Regions from separate parts of the Sus scrofa genome. Here region 1 is linked to region 2. The links are chromatin contacts, called in public HiChIP or PLAC-seq maps. All regions are on one chromosome and are shown on one strand. Each heading gives the region's core, a stretch centred on a gene start, on an enhancer-like site or on the middle of the called end of the contact. The rest is flanking DNA. Distances are from core to core; before and after follow the strand shown.

Region 1 (6,619 bases), core at 2,688-5,187, 280 kb after region 2:
TTGCCAAGGGTGCTGGATTGCCCTTGAAATACAGTGACTTGGTTAATGCAGTAACAGCACATCCCGCGTGTTCTTAACGATGCCCATGGCAGGTGCCAAGGGAGTCTGAAGCCACTCACCAGAGTTCCCAACTGGAGAGGGACTGGCAAACGGATTATCTTAGCCTCCTCCCTCTGAGGGAGGGTTCTGAGCTTCCCTGGATTGTGTGGACTCTGCGTCTGACTTTAGCCAAGCTTTTCCCTGTGGCCGTGCAAACCAGGCAGCCAGTGTTGGGAGATGAGCGAAGCTGAGGCCCACAGGGGAACACCTTTGTCAAATCGGTAGTGGTCAGGGTCACATCTCAAAGGTTGGGGGAGTTCCCGTTGTGGCTCAGCAGAAGCAAACCCAACTAGTATCCATGAGGATGCGGGTTCGATCCCTGGCCCCCCTCCGTGGGTTTTAAGGATCTGGCATTGCCATGAGCTGTGGTGTAGGTCACAGACACGGCTCAAATCCTGTGTTGCTGTGGCTGTGGCGTAGGCCGGCAGCTGAAGCTCCGATTCGACCCCTAACCTGGGAACCTCCATGTGCCACGGGTGCCGCCCTTAAAAGAAAAAAAAAAAAAGGTTATGCTATGCAAGACTGGGCACAAGAACATGATATGACTTTGAATGGAGGTTCTCCCTCCCCTATAACCCACCAGCAGCAGGGCTGATAAAGGCGGACAATGGAATATTAAAGCAGTATGTTAAATGACTAACAGATCAAACCACCTTGGCCAGGTGGACTAAAGCACTAAGGCTTTCACACACTGCAGTGATCAAGCAGGTGGGCCCCTGCCCCTGTGCAGACTGGGGACCCTCTGAAACACCCGATACCGAGAAGCTGTGTCAGGAAACAGCCACTGTCCCGACTCTCACTGTGGATCAAGCCCCACACACCTGGGAAAGGAGTTATCTGCTAGAATCTGCAGTGGAACGTCCCATGGGGATGGATGAGGGGGCTTGACTCCATCTCCACTGGGATTCTGACGTCAGCCTCTAGCTGGACCCGAGGAAATGCATCACACCCAGAATGGACCGCGTGCCACTGAGAAAAGGAGGAGGCAGGGGTTCTGGTCTGGCGTCCCTGCCTCCACTCCAGCTCCTCAGCCTGACATGTATGGTTCGCAAAACCAGGTCAAGTTCCTGGGGTTGCCAGCTGCTCTCTCCTCAAGGCCAGGTGGGCATGTTCTGGTTCCCACTGGAATGATCGTTTGGCTGCTGGCTTTGTCCCCTCCACTGGCCTGGAGGACGTGACACCACACACAGAGGTCCCTACTAAAGTCACTCACCGAGCTGTGAAGGATAGCCAACAAGGCCTGTCTTTTTTTTAGGGCCACACTGGCGGCATATGGAAGTTTCCAGGCTAGGGGTTGAATTGGAACGGCAGCTGCCCGCCTACACCACAGTCACAGCCACATGGGTTCTGAGCCGAGACTGTGGCCTACATCACAGCTCAAGGCAACACTGGATCCTTAACCCACTGAGCAGGGCCAGGGATCGAACCTGCATCCTCATAGCTACTAGTTGGGTTCGTAACCAGAGCCATGATGGGAATTCTAACAAGGCCTGTCTCTACTGCACGCAGAAATGTCTCTCATAAGAACCCTCCTCCAAAATAGGATGGCCTTGGATGGCATTACTGCTTCGCAAGGAGGCACCTGTAACACCATCCAGACAGAATGCTGTGTGCGCACAGCCGAGGAGTCTGTTAAGGTGCTGTCTTCGTTAAATCACAGGAGAGCACAAGTGAACGCCCTCGGTGACCCGGCCCCTGCCTAGGGGACTTAGTAACAATGGTTTGAACCATGAAGCTCTCGGTGGAAAAAGGTATCACTGATTTGGGGAATTATTGCCTTAACTCGTATCTTTTTTGCATGTGCCTGTATCACTGCTGTGGCATCAGCTCCAACGAAGCCAGAGACCTGCCAACTGAGCCCCCAACAAGGGGTCAACTTTGTTGACCACTCAGGGCACAATGCGGAAGAGGGGGTGTGTGCGATGGCAAAGGCCGGTGATGAGGGATGGAGTGTTGGGAGGAATCACTGAGGACGACTGCCAGTCACCTGCAAGCGGGCCCCAAGGCGGTCAGTGGCCCTTCTGCCCCTCCCCTGTCCTTAGAATGTGCCCTCCACTTGCTAGTCCTGAGCTAGAAGCTGCCCAAGGACGCAGCTGTAAGAGAAAAATGTGTTGAGATCATCGGGGTGGTTTATGTGACTGGACCCAGATAAGAGCTCCATGCGGCTTAAAAAAATAAATAAATAAAATAAGGAGTTCCCATCGTGGCTCAGCAGTTAACAAATCTGACTAGCATCCATGAGGACGCATGTTTGATCCCTGGCCCTGCTCAGTGGGTTAAGGATTCCGCGTTGCTGTGAGCTGTGGTGTAGGCCGGCAGCTCCAATTTGACCCCTAGCCTGGGAATCTCCATATGCCATGGGTGCAGCCCTAAAAAGAAAAAAAAAAGGAAAAAAAAAAAAAAAAAAAGACCACATGGCTTTTAAGATTCTGGCTGGTTCAGAAAGAGGTCTATTTATCTTGCAAGACAAGCCTCTTCTGTATGTTCCATGCTTATTAAACCTGCCACCTACCAACCTGGAGTGGTCTGCCTTTTTCTTCAGTTCCTCCCTGTTAGATTACACCTGGCAGCTTCTGAGATTACCACCCAACAGGAGCCAACCCCTGCCCCCTAAAAAGATGGAATAAAAAAGGCCCTTGGTATGTGAATTCTAAGAAGCCGGGTAAAGAAAATGGGGTGCAGAACGAATTTTACGGTTCTTTAAAGCAACTTGGTCAACAGGTAAGGAGAGAAAAATGGAATCTCTTCAGCATATTAGATTTTTACCATAAAGCAGAAGAGCTCCACTGAGAAAGGTCCTATTTATTTGGGGGTGGGGGTGGGGACAAGCTTACTCCGGTCTGGCAGCAGTTGCTGGCTGCAGGGCAAACCTACCTGCGTTGAACTCGGCATCGTCTTCCAGGACAACGACGGCTCCTTCCACAGCGTCAACGGCGCTCCCTCCTTCTTTGAGGATGTTGTAACCCACGGTGGCGGCTTTGACGATGCCCTGGCGGACCCGCTCTTTCCGGTCCTTGGAGATGCAGCTGGCTCCGCCGCCGTGGACCACGATGACGGCGGAATTCATGGCGACGGATCCTAGGGGTCAGGAAGATGAAAGTCGTTTCAAGCGGGCCCCAAACCGCACGGAGCTAACGTCTCCTGCTGGGGACAAGGTTCGGTTTCTACTGGGCAGGGGTGGGGTGGGATGCAAGGTTTACAGCCGCAGGCAAATTCCTGAGATCCAGGGAGTACGAAGGGCAGAGGCAGCGAGGCCTGAACTTTGCACGAAAAGCGCAGATCGCCCGGCCCCGGCCGGAGGCACCTGCCGGACTCGCGGTGGTGGGGCGATGCTCCCCTCCCCGGAGCCCGCACCCCCTCCTCGCCGCCTCCTCCGGGCTCAGAGTCCCCGGGAAACCCCGGCTCCCGTCCCAGGCTGGGTCCTCGGCCCGGGAGGGGCGGGGAAGGCGCCCGGAACCTCCGCTCCAGGCTTCCTCCCGGGTCCCACATCGGGCCTCGGTTTCCTGGGGAGACCCGTTCCCCGCTCCCACCCCCGCCGCGGAGTCAGGGGCGCCTGAGGTCGCGATCTCGCCGGCGCCCTCCCGCCTCCAGCGCCCGGCACCGCGACGGGTGCTTCCCCGGGTCTCTGGCGAGGCTCCCGCAGGGCCGTCCACCTACCAAGGACGGTGAAGGAGGCGGACGCCGGGGCTTCAGGCCGGGCGGAGTTGCCCGCCGGCCTCGGAACCTGCACAGCCCAGTCCCTCCCAGCGGAGCCACTCGGGAAACCGCTCTGCTCGCAACCACTGGACCCGCAACGGCTGCGCGCCTGCGCGCGAAGGCCGGGCCCCGCCCCGCGAATTACCGTAAAGCCTCTACTGGCGGCCGCAGCACAAGCTCTTCTGTCCGCGTCGCCACTGAGGGCTGGACTCCGGCTGTCCGGCTCCTAGGACAGGGGTTATGCTGGCTCTTCACGTATGCGAGCTACCCAGTGGGATGCAGGGCACTCCTCCTGCTTATGAAACTGGGATGGTGTGGTGGCGTTGGCGAGATGGGTGAAGTGATGCCTCGCTGCACACACTAAAATCCTTCTTCGGCCAGAAGTGTTTCCTAGCCTTGCTAGTTATTCTTTTAAACGCAATCTCTTCCTTTCAATGTTCTCTCCGCTTAACATTTGATAAAGAACAGAAAGATAAACTCTGTAATTGTTCTGGATCTGTGCCTGGGGTGCACTGAAGGGTCTGAAACCCCTCCTCTGAACCTCAGGATCCCAGCTGTAAATTCCTTCAACTACAAGTGCCCTGATTTTTTGTGGACACTTTTCCTCCTCCTTGTCCCAGAGCGTTCCTTTAAGGCTCTGACCCCCTAGATGATTGAACCAATCACCCGTATTCACCCCCCCCCCACCAAATTGCCCTAGATTACTGTTACCATGGCGACCTAAAAATAGAAGTTTACTTTTCTATCCCCTAAGGCAACTGTGAGATGCTAGATTAACGGCATGAACTTATGGATACATTATTCTATTATGTAAAATAGCCCACAAAAGCTCACGGGGCCTGAAGCTTTGACCTGGGAGACATAAGCAGCAGACACTACATGCAGAGAGCACAAAGTCCTTTTCTAAGTCCTTTTGTCAGAGTCCACAGCGATCTGGATGAGAAGCCATAAGCAACCCAAAGTATCTCATTGACTTTCTGACTGCTCTGGCTAACACAGCTCTGCATTTGGCAATTGTTGCTTATGAAATTTCCCCTAGACAGCCAGGAAGCTATGAAAGTGCTCTCAACACTGGACTGTTTCTCGCAAAAGGCACTCTAGAAACTTCTTTTTTTAAATTTTTTTTATTTTTTATTTTCCCACTGTATAGCAAGGGGGTCAGGTTATCCTTACATGTATACATTACAATTACATTTTTTCCCCCACCCTTTGTTCTGTTGCAACATGAGTATCTAGACAAAGTTCTCAATGCTATTCAGCAGGATCTCCTTGTAAATCTATTCTAAGTTGTGTCTGATAAGCCCAAGCTCCTGATCCCTCCCACTCCCTCCCCCTCCCATCAGGCAGCCACAAGTCTCTTCTCCAAGTCCATGATTTTCTTTTCTGAGGAGATGTTCATTTGTGCTGGATATTAGATTCCAGTTATAAGTGATATCATATGGTATTCGTCTTTGTCTTTCTGGTTCATTTCACTCAGGATGAGATTCTCTAGTTCCATCCATGTTGCTGCAAATGGCATTATGTCATTCTTTTTTATGGCTGAGTAGTATTCCATTGTGTATATATACCACATCTTCCGAATCCAATCATCTGTCGATGGACATTTGGGTTGTTTCCATGTCCTGGCTCTTGTGAATAGTGCTGCAATGAACATGCGGGTGCACGTGTCTCTTTTAAGTTTTTTTTGTTTTTTTTTGTTTTTTTTTTTACTCTAGAAACTTCTTTCTCTTTCTTCTCTGGGTAGTTGCATCTGTGTGTCATAATCAAGTTGTGGCTGATCTGCAGCTACTTGGAAGACCAGCCTTCATCCCTCTGTCCCTGGGGTACCTCTTAGGGACCCAGTTTGACAGCACAAGCCAGGGGATGAAGATAAACTCAACATCTGTCTAAAGTCAAGGCCCTGGAAAGGAGGCCTGCCTCAGCCCAAAATGTGCCATACTGTAACCTTGACCAGGAAACCCGCAGTTCCTCCTGCTACGATTGCAACTTGACTGGATTTGCTTTTTGAGAAAAGACGTTAAGGTTTCAGTCTGCTGGACAACTCCTAACTCTGTCGCTGCTTTTTCTTAACTCTTCAAATAGTACATTTTGGTTCAAAATGCGGCATGAACCAAAGCGTAACTTTATATGGGGTCAGCAAGACCCAAATTTGTTAAACTGGCTTCCCCAAGAAGATAAGCTGGCTGTGTCGGTAACAGTCTCAAGAGGTCTTAGAAGGAAATGAGACCCTGAGTGATATGGGTCCCCTTCTCTTCTGTTGTTACAGCCTTGAAAGAGAGGGACAGATAAGCAGCCGCTTCTGTGCTGATAGATAAGGTGGGGGAATTTCACCAAGGATGTGGGCACCGGTCATGTCCTGGGGCTGCACAGTCAACATTAGGATCCACCTGGGGGACGGTGCCCCCAGTCCTGAACCCTGACCCCTGTGATGGGAAGGGTGAGAACCATGTAACCCAGCCATAGTCTCAGACTTTATCCAGTGTCAGAATCACTGTGGTTGCCAAGAGGGAGAGGGTTGAGAGATGGTTGGAGTGGGAGAGGGGGAGGCTGAGGTTAGCAGATGTGAGCTATTATATAGAGAATGGATAGACAACTGTATAGCACAGGGAACTATATGCAATATCTTTTTAATTGTTTTTTAGGGCCACACCCGAGGCATATGGAGGTTCCCAGGCTAGGGGTCAAATTGGAGCTGTAGCCACAGCCCTACACCACAGCTACAGCAACACTGGATCCAAGCCACATCTTTGATCACACCACAGCTCACCGCAATGCCAGATCCTTAACCCACTGAGCGAGGCCAGGAATCAAACCTGTGACCTCA
Region 2 (6,548 bases), core at 42-2,541:
TTTCAGCCCAAACTGCCCAACTCCAAAGCTGATGCTCTTTGCTCCACCACAGTGAGGCAGCATAGCATAGCAGTCTCATGAATGCACACTCAGTAGGTCTGAATCCTCGTGCTACTCCTTACTAGCTCTGTGACCTTCAGTAAATGATCTTTCTGTGCCTATTTCCTGTGATCGATAATAGTTTCTATAGCACATGGACTGTTGTGATGACTAAATATACATCAACTATAACAATCTCTGGTGCATATATTATTGATACCAGTAACTTATTATTACTCTGCCTCCTAATAAATATTTAAAGTTACCTTTAACTTAAGGGACCTAACAGCATAGGGGGCGATGGAGGGCTAAGCAGTCAACAAGACTACATAGCAGGGGGCTAAATGTTAATGGAATAAATACTGGAGCTAGGAGGTGGAGAGGGGGTGGTCAAAGCAGGATTCCCTCAGAAAGCAAACCCAGAGTCCAGTCCAAAAGGTGACTGGGGGTTATTTCCTGCCACAGAAGAGGCAGGAAAACCCAGACAGAAGAACTGGTATGTGCAAAAGCCAGGAAGAACTAGAAGGCCTGTTTTGCAATCTGCACTAGGTAACCTCAAGTGATGGGGGATGAACTCAATACTAACTACCAACATTTACACAGTACAGTTTTGTCTGGTGCCTAAGGTTCGTGCTATGGTTATCCTCGCTTTACAAATGGGACATTAACAAACAAACAAACAAACAAACAAAAAATCGGGTAGGAGGTTGCCAGACTACTGGCATTTAAGTTTCCTCCTGGGAGACTGGGGTGTCACAGAGAAGTCTTTTTCTGAGCCGAACTCATGGCATGGCATATAGAGGTTCCCAGGATAGAGGTCAAATAGGAGCTGTAGCTGCCGGTCACAGCCACAGCCACAGCCACGCCAGATCCAAGTCACAACCTACACCACAGCTCACAGCAATGCCAGACCCTAAACCCACCAACGGAACGGCATCTTCATGGATACCAGTCAGGTTCGTTTCCCCGGCTCCACAACAGGAACTTCTCACGGAGAAGTGGGTTTTTTTTGTTTTGTTTTTTGTTTTTGTCTTTTTGCCATTTCTTGGGCCGCTCCTGGGCATATGGAGGTTCCCAGGCTAGGGGTCCAGTCAGAGCTGTAGCCACCACAACCTTGGGATCCGAGCTGCGGCTGCGACCCATACCACAGCTCAGAGCAATGCCGGATCCTTAACCCACTGAGCAAGGCCAGGGATCGAACCTGCAACCTCATGGTTCCTAGTCGGATTCCTTAACCACTGCGCCATGATGGGAACGCCTCATGGAGAAGTCTTAATCAGGGAGGTGATGACAGGATCTAATCAGATATTGTGTTTTGCAAAGATCGCTTTGGCAGTGGGGGCGGAGGATGGCTCAACTCCCCCCAGAGGATGAGCAGGTCAAAGAGCGCATGCATTTCTATGGACATTGCTCTATAACTTTCCAAACGGTTTCGCTAAGGGGTCGTATCGGGAACTGGCTTCATGGGCCCATGGGTTTCAGGGGGGCATCATCCTTCCTCTCCACCACCGCCAAGGCGCCTCGGCTGAGGATGTGGAGCGGTGGCGTCCCCTCCCGTCCGCGACTCCCACGCGCCGCCGGTCGGGGTCCGCTCTGGGCGGGGGCGGCCGGGCCGGGCCCGCGTGGTCTGGCTCTCTGCGGCACCCGTCCACGGCCGCCTCCACGTGACCCAAACAGATTCGGGCACTTCCGCTTCCCCCGGGCTTTCTTCTCGTCAGTGTCCGCGGCCGGGCCGCTGCCGGTGAGTAAGCGAGCCCCGGGCTGGGGCTTTGGAGGCGGGATTGCGCGCCGGCGGGGGGCGCACCACGCCGACCCCCTCCACCCTCCTCGTCCCTCCAGGTCCCCGCGGAAGCGGCGGTGGCGGCGTCATGGCGGAGCTGACGGCTCTGGAGAGTCTCATCGAGATGGGCTTCCCCAGGGGACGCGCGTAAGGGAGCCCCCTAACGCGGGACCGCGGGGGTCGCGGACCTGCCCAGGCCTTTGCCCCAGCCTGGCCTCAGGCTCTCCGCCCCAGCCTGATGAGCGCCATGGCTGGTGGGCGCTATTCACGGTGTTTCTGCCCCCAGGGAGAAGGCTCTGGCCCTCACAGGGAACCAGGGCATCGAGGCTGCGATGGACTGGTGAGAGCTGAGACCGGGTGCAAGGGGCCTGGGGGCGGCTGGGAGGGGCAGTCTCAACGTTATGACCTTCCTCCTGACTTTCCCCGCCAGGTTGATGGAGCACGAAGACGACCCCGATGTGGACGAGCCACTAGCGACCCCCCTTGGACATGTCCTGGGACGGGAACCCACCCCTTCGGAGCAAAGTAGCCCCGAAGGTCCTGACTGAGGGACACAGCGTGATTATTCAGGAGGGCCCGAGAAGGAGGCTGAACGAGTAATAACACTGATTGTTTCTTTGCAGGACCTGGGTCTGCTGCCGGAGAAGGCAAACCCCCGTTGAGTGAAGAGGAAAGACAGGAACAGACTAAGAGGTGTGAGAAACAAGCCCACATTCCTGAGGGTCACCTCCCACTTCTCCCCAGTACACAAGTCTGATCAAAGAACCTCGAACTTTCCGCCTTCCCTCTGTCTTTCTTGGCTTTTTCCTCTTTGAGTCTTCCATCTGTTTTGGGACCGTGTTCGCAGATTTTGTTTTCCTGAGACTGCCGTCATAAACTCCCAGTTTACATTCATTTCTCTTGAACTTGCTGCGCCACAGGATGTTGGAGCTGCTGGCCCAGAAGCAGCGGGAACGTGAAGAGAGAGAGGAGCGGGAGGCCCTGGAACGCGAACGGCAGCGCAGGAGACAAGGGCAGGAGTTGTCAGCTGCCCGACAGCGGCTCCAGGAGGATGAGATGCGCCGGGCTGCTGAGGAGCGGCGGAGGGAAAAGGCTGAAGAGTTAGCGGCCAGGTCTGGGTGCTGGGACTGTTGGCTGAGATGAGGAAGGAATCAGGATTTGTTCTGTCCGTGTCTGACCTGCTTTGTTCCTGTCTGCGTTCCAGACAAAGAGTCCGAGAAAAGATCGAAAGGGACAAAGCAGAGAGAGCCAAGAAGGTAGGTGATTGGGAAGAGCCTGAGGATGATGAAGTAGGTGGGTCAGGAAGCTTTTCTGGCTTCAGAGGAGGAAAGGGTGGCCTTGGTGCCTGATTGTTTTATCTCCTTTGTCCTCCAGTATGGGGGTAGTGTGGGTTCTCAGCCACCCCCACCTACGACAGAGCCAGGTCCTGTTCCCGCCTCTCCCAGCCAGGAGCCTCCCACGAAGCGGGAGTATGACCAGTGTCGCATCCAGGTACTGATTCTGATTCCTGTCATGCTCCTGGGACCCCTTCGTTGGTTTCTAAGGGACCCAACTCAGCCCGGAGCTTTTTTCAGTTATGTTCCCCTTTGCCAAACCTCTCCCTTTTTTGTAAATGACTTTTGCAATCCTATCTCCTCTGCTCTTAGGAACGGTATCAAATTTCACTCGCCCCAGTCTTATTTAAATCCATACCCGTCTCTTATTCAGCAGTTTACCTTTTTATTTGTTCATAATGTTTTCATTTGGTTTATTATACAGCTGTTTGCATGCTGTGGGATCTGTCCAGGTATATGGTATAATCTTGTCCTTGTTTTCCATAAACTGTGAATAAGTCGGGAGTCTCTCTCCAGCATTCAGTAAAGCCGAACCTCAGTGGTTGGTCATTTAGATGCTTTAAATAGTAATTTTGCTGGTTCAGTCTCAGAGAGGAAGAGAAGCCATCATTGCTCTTCTTCTCCTTACCTGGGCCCCCTACTCAGCTTTGACGCTCACAGTACCATCTCTCCTGCTCTCTAGGTCAGGCTGCCAGATGGGACTTCCCTGACCCAGACGTTCCGGGCACGGGAACAGCTGGCGGCCGTCAGGCTCTATGTGGAGCTCCACCGTGGGGAGGAGCTAGGAGGGGGCCAGGACCCTGTGCAGTTGCTCAGTGGCTTCCCCCGGCGGGCCTTCTCAGAAGCTGACATGGAGCGGCCTCTGCAGGAGCTGGGTATGACACGTGGCACCAGAAACCAGGATTTGGGGGATAGGAGGCATCCATGAGGAGGGAAGGGGAGGTGCAAAGAGAAGGGACCTTGTGGAGATGGTGCGAGGCCAGGAACTTGGGGGAGGCAAGAAGCAGGTATTGCTGTGGTTCACACCTGTTTTCTTCCATCTTCAGGACTTGTGCCTTCTGCTGTCCTCATTGTGGCCAAGAAATGTCCCAGCTGAGAGGCCTTTTCCCACCATCCCTCTCTGACTTTTCCATCTTTGATAAAGCACTGACATCTTCCTAATAAATAGACCCTCTGAGTTCTGTATGTGCCTGACTCCTTCCTGAATGGCTAGGAAGGAAGGAAGACATTTAGAATAGACCCTATTCCTCATTTTATGTTTCCAAGGGAAACTGGTTTCTAATCTCTAGGTCTGAGAGGTTGCGCAGAGGTTGAGGGGGAGGTGGAGTATGGGGAGTCCACTGGGGAGCACCTTTTGCTGCTGTGGGTAAGGCAGGGCCGAAGCCTGAAATCCTTACTAGCGACGCGCCTTCTATAATTAAGCCTAGTTTCTTCTTTAGTAAAGCAGAGATGATAGTATCTGTTAATTGGAGTTGTAGAGGGTTAAATAATACTGACACAAGGTGCTTTAGTACAGTGCTTGGCACCTAATAAGTCTCCAATAAGTATTAGCTACCGAAAGGGGTAATTTAAAAAAATAGGGCCTTGGAGTTCCCGTCCTGGCACAGTGGTTAATGAATCTGACTAGGAGCCATGAGGTTTCGGGTTCGATCCCTGGCCTTGCTCAGTGGGTTAAGGATCCGGCGTCGCTGTGAGCTGTGGTGTAGGTCACAGACGCGGCTCGGATCCCGTGTGGCTATGGCCCTGGTGTAGGCAGGCGGCTACAGCTCTGATTAGACCCCTAGCCTGGGAACCTCCATGTGCCACAGGAAGTGGCCCTAGAAAAAGCAAAAAGACAAAAAAAAAAAAAAAAAAAAAAAATAGGGCCTTTCACAAACAGGTGTATTAGTATGCTTTTCACAACTGCATCTCTGAGTTGCTGTTGTGGCTCAGCAGTTATGAACCCAACTGGTATCCGTAGGGCTGTGGGTTCAATCCCTGGCCTCACTCAGTGGGTTAAGGATCTGGCATTCCTATGAGTTGTGTCAGCCAACAACTGCAGCTACAATTTGACCCCAAGCCTGGGAATTTCCATATGGTGCAGCCCTAAAAAGCAGAACACAAACGAACAACAAACCAAAAAGGGAGTTCCTGTTGTGGTGCATTATCCCATTTTATTTTATTTTACTTTTTGGCCACGTTCAGGGTATGTGGAAGTTTCCAGGCCAGGGATCAAACCTGAACCACAGCAGTTACCCCTGGGCCACTGCAGTGACAATGCCAGATCCCCAACCCACGGTGCCACAAGAGAACTCCAATGGTCCCGTTTTACAGATTGGGACACCAACGTGTAGGCTTGCCCGAAGCGGCACAGGTAGCAAGTAGTAGAACCTAGACAGACACCCACCTGGGAGCCCGACTAGGCCTCGGGCTCTAAACTGCCAAGTTCCTTCAACACAGCCCCTCTTGCTGCTTCCCATCACCTGATCCTAGTGTTCCCTCACATGGCTGCTGACCTCTTTTCTCTCATCCCCTGGGCTGGGAAAGAGGCCACAAGTGAGGATCACACTTGACAAATACATCCACTTATGACTTCACCATCAGGTAACTTAAAACTGCACCAATGCCCACATCTGGCTTTACACCTCAGTGTCACCAAGCTTTATTTAGTGTTCTAGCTTTATTTAATAAAAGCGAGGGTGCTGCCCCCCCCCCCCAACATCACCCCACCACCACCACCAATCTTGTTTGGAACCACAGGACATAAGGTAGACAAAAGGGAAGTGAACTGGTTGGTCTGGCTATGGGGCTGTCACCCCACTGACAGCTTTTATCTCATCCCTTCAGTGGCATCGCCAATAGATCCTATGACCCAATTCAGAGTTTGACGACCACTGCAGTGAAAACCTGGAGGGAGGACAACCCCATTGCATTTAGGGAGAGGCTGCCCTCTGCCAGGCACTGCACTTCACATTCCTAAATTCACCTTCTTTACAACCACCTGCAAGATATGGCACCTTTTATGGCACAGGACTGAGGCTCAGGTTTTAGGACACGCAGGAGTTGAAACGAGATCGGATTCCAAGCACCCTCCTCTTACTAGTCCTACCACGGGGTGGGGGTGGGGGTGGGGCCTCCAAGGGTTAAAGACCACAGACGGCAGCATGGGACAAGTTAATTACTAAAAGCCCCTCCCCTCACCAACCTCATTCAAAGGAAAGTAGCCCAAGGTGTCCTCTACGGGCATTTACTGCACACGAGTTTCCAGGATACCTATGATTTCAAGAATGTCACTTGGTTATCCCCAAAGAACACTCCACACAGACCACATGACCTGAGTGGTTTTTTGAAAACGTGGTTGCTCTGCCTATTGGGCTTCAGCTTCACATGGGGGGCGGGGCAGGCGGAAGTTGCAG

The links. HiChIP or PLAC-seq counts read pairs in DNA pulled down with a chosen protein or histone mark.
Region 1: an H3K27ac HiChIP or PLAC-seq map of alveolar macrophages shows a contact between it and region 2. The contact joins the promoter of ASRGL1 here to the promoter of UBXN1 in region 2. A contact is called at or near these places in 1 of 5 promoter capture datasets (fetal liver) and 1 of 2 datasets of contacts at active chromatin or transcription factors (alveolar macrophages).

What each region holds. Positions count from the first base shown.
Region 1 is chr2:9,349,447-9,356,065 of Sscrofa11.1, forward strand. ASRGL1 (isoaspartyl peptidase/L-asparaginase) reads right to left here and starts at 3,938. Exons shown (of 7, transcript XM_005660800.3): 1 at 3,757-3,938; 2 at 2,974-3,177. The coding sequence starts at 3,166.
Region 2 is chr2:9,071,258-9,077,805 of Sscrofa11.1, forward strand. It overlaps UBXN1 (UBX domain-containing protein 1), which reads left to right and starts at 1,292. Exons shown (of 9, transcript XR_002341466.1): 1 at 1,292-1,780; 2 at 1,879-1,966; 3 at 2,106-2,159; 4 at 2,250-2,356; 5 at 2,443-2,512; 6 at 2,740-2,931; 7 at 3,024-3,075; 8 at 3,194-4,028; 9 at 4,200-4,338. It overlaps LOC100621476 (ubiquinol-cytochrome-c reductase complex assembly factor 3), which reads right to left. Exons shown (of 2, transcript XM_003353827.3): 2 at 5,798-6,548.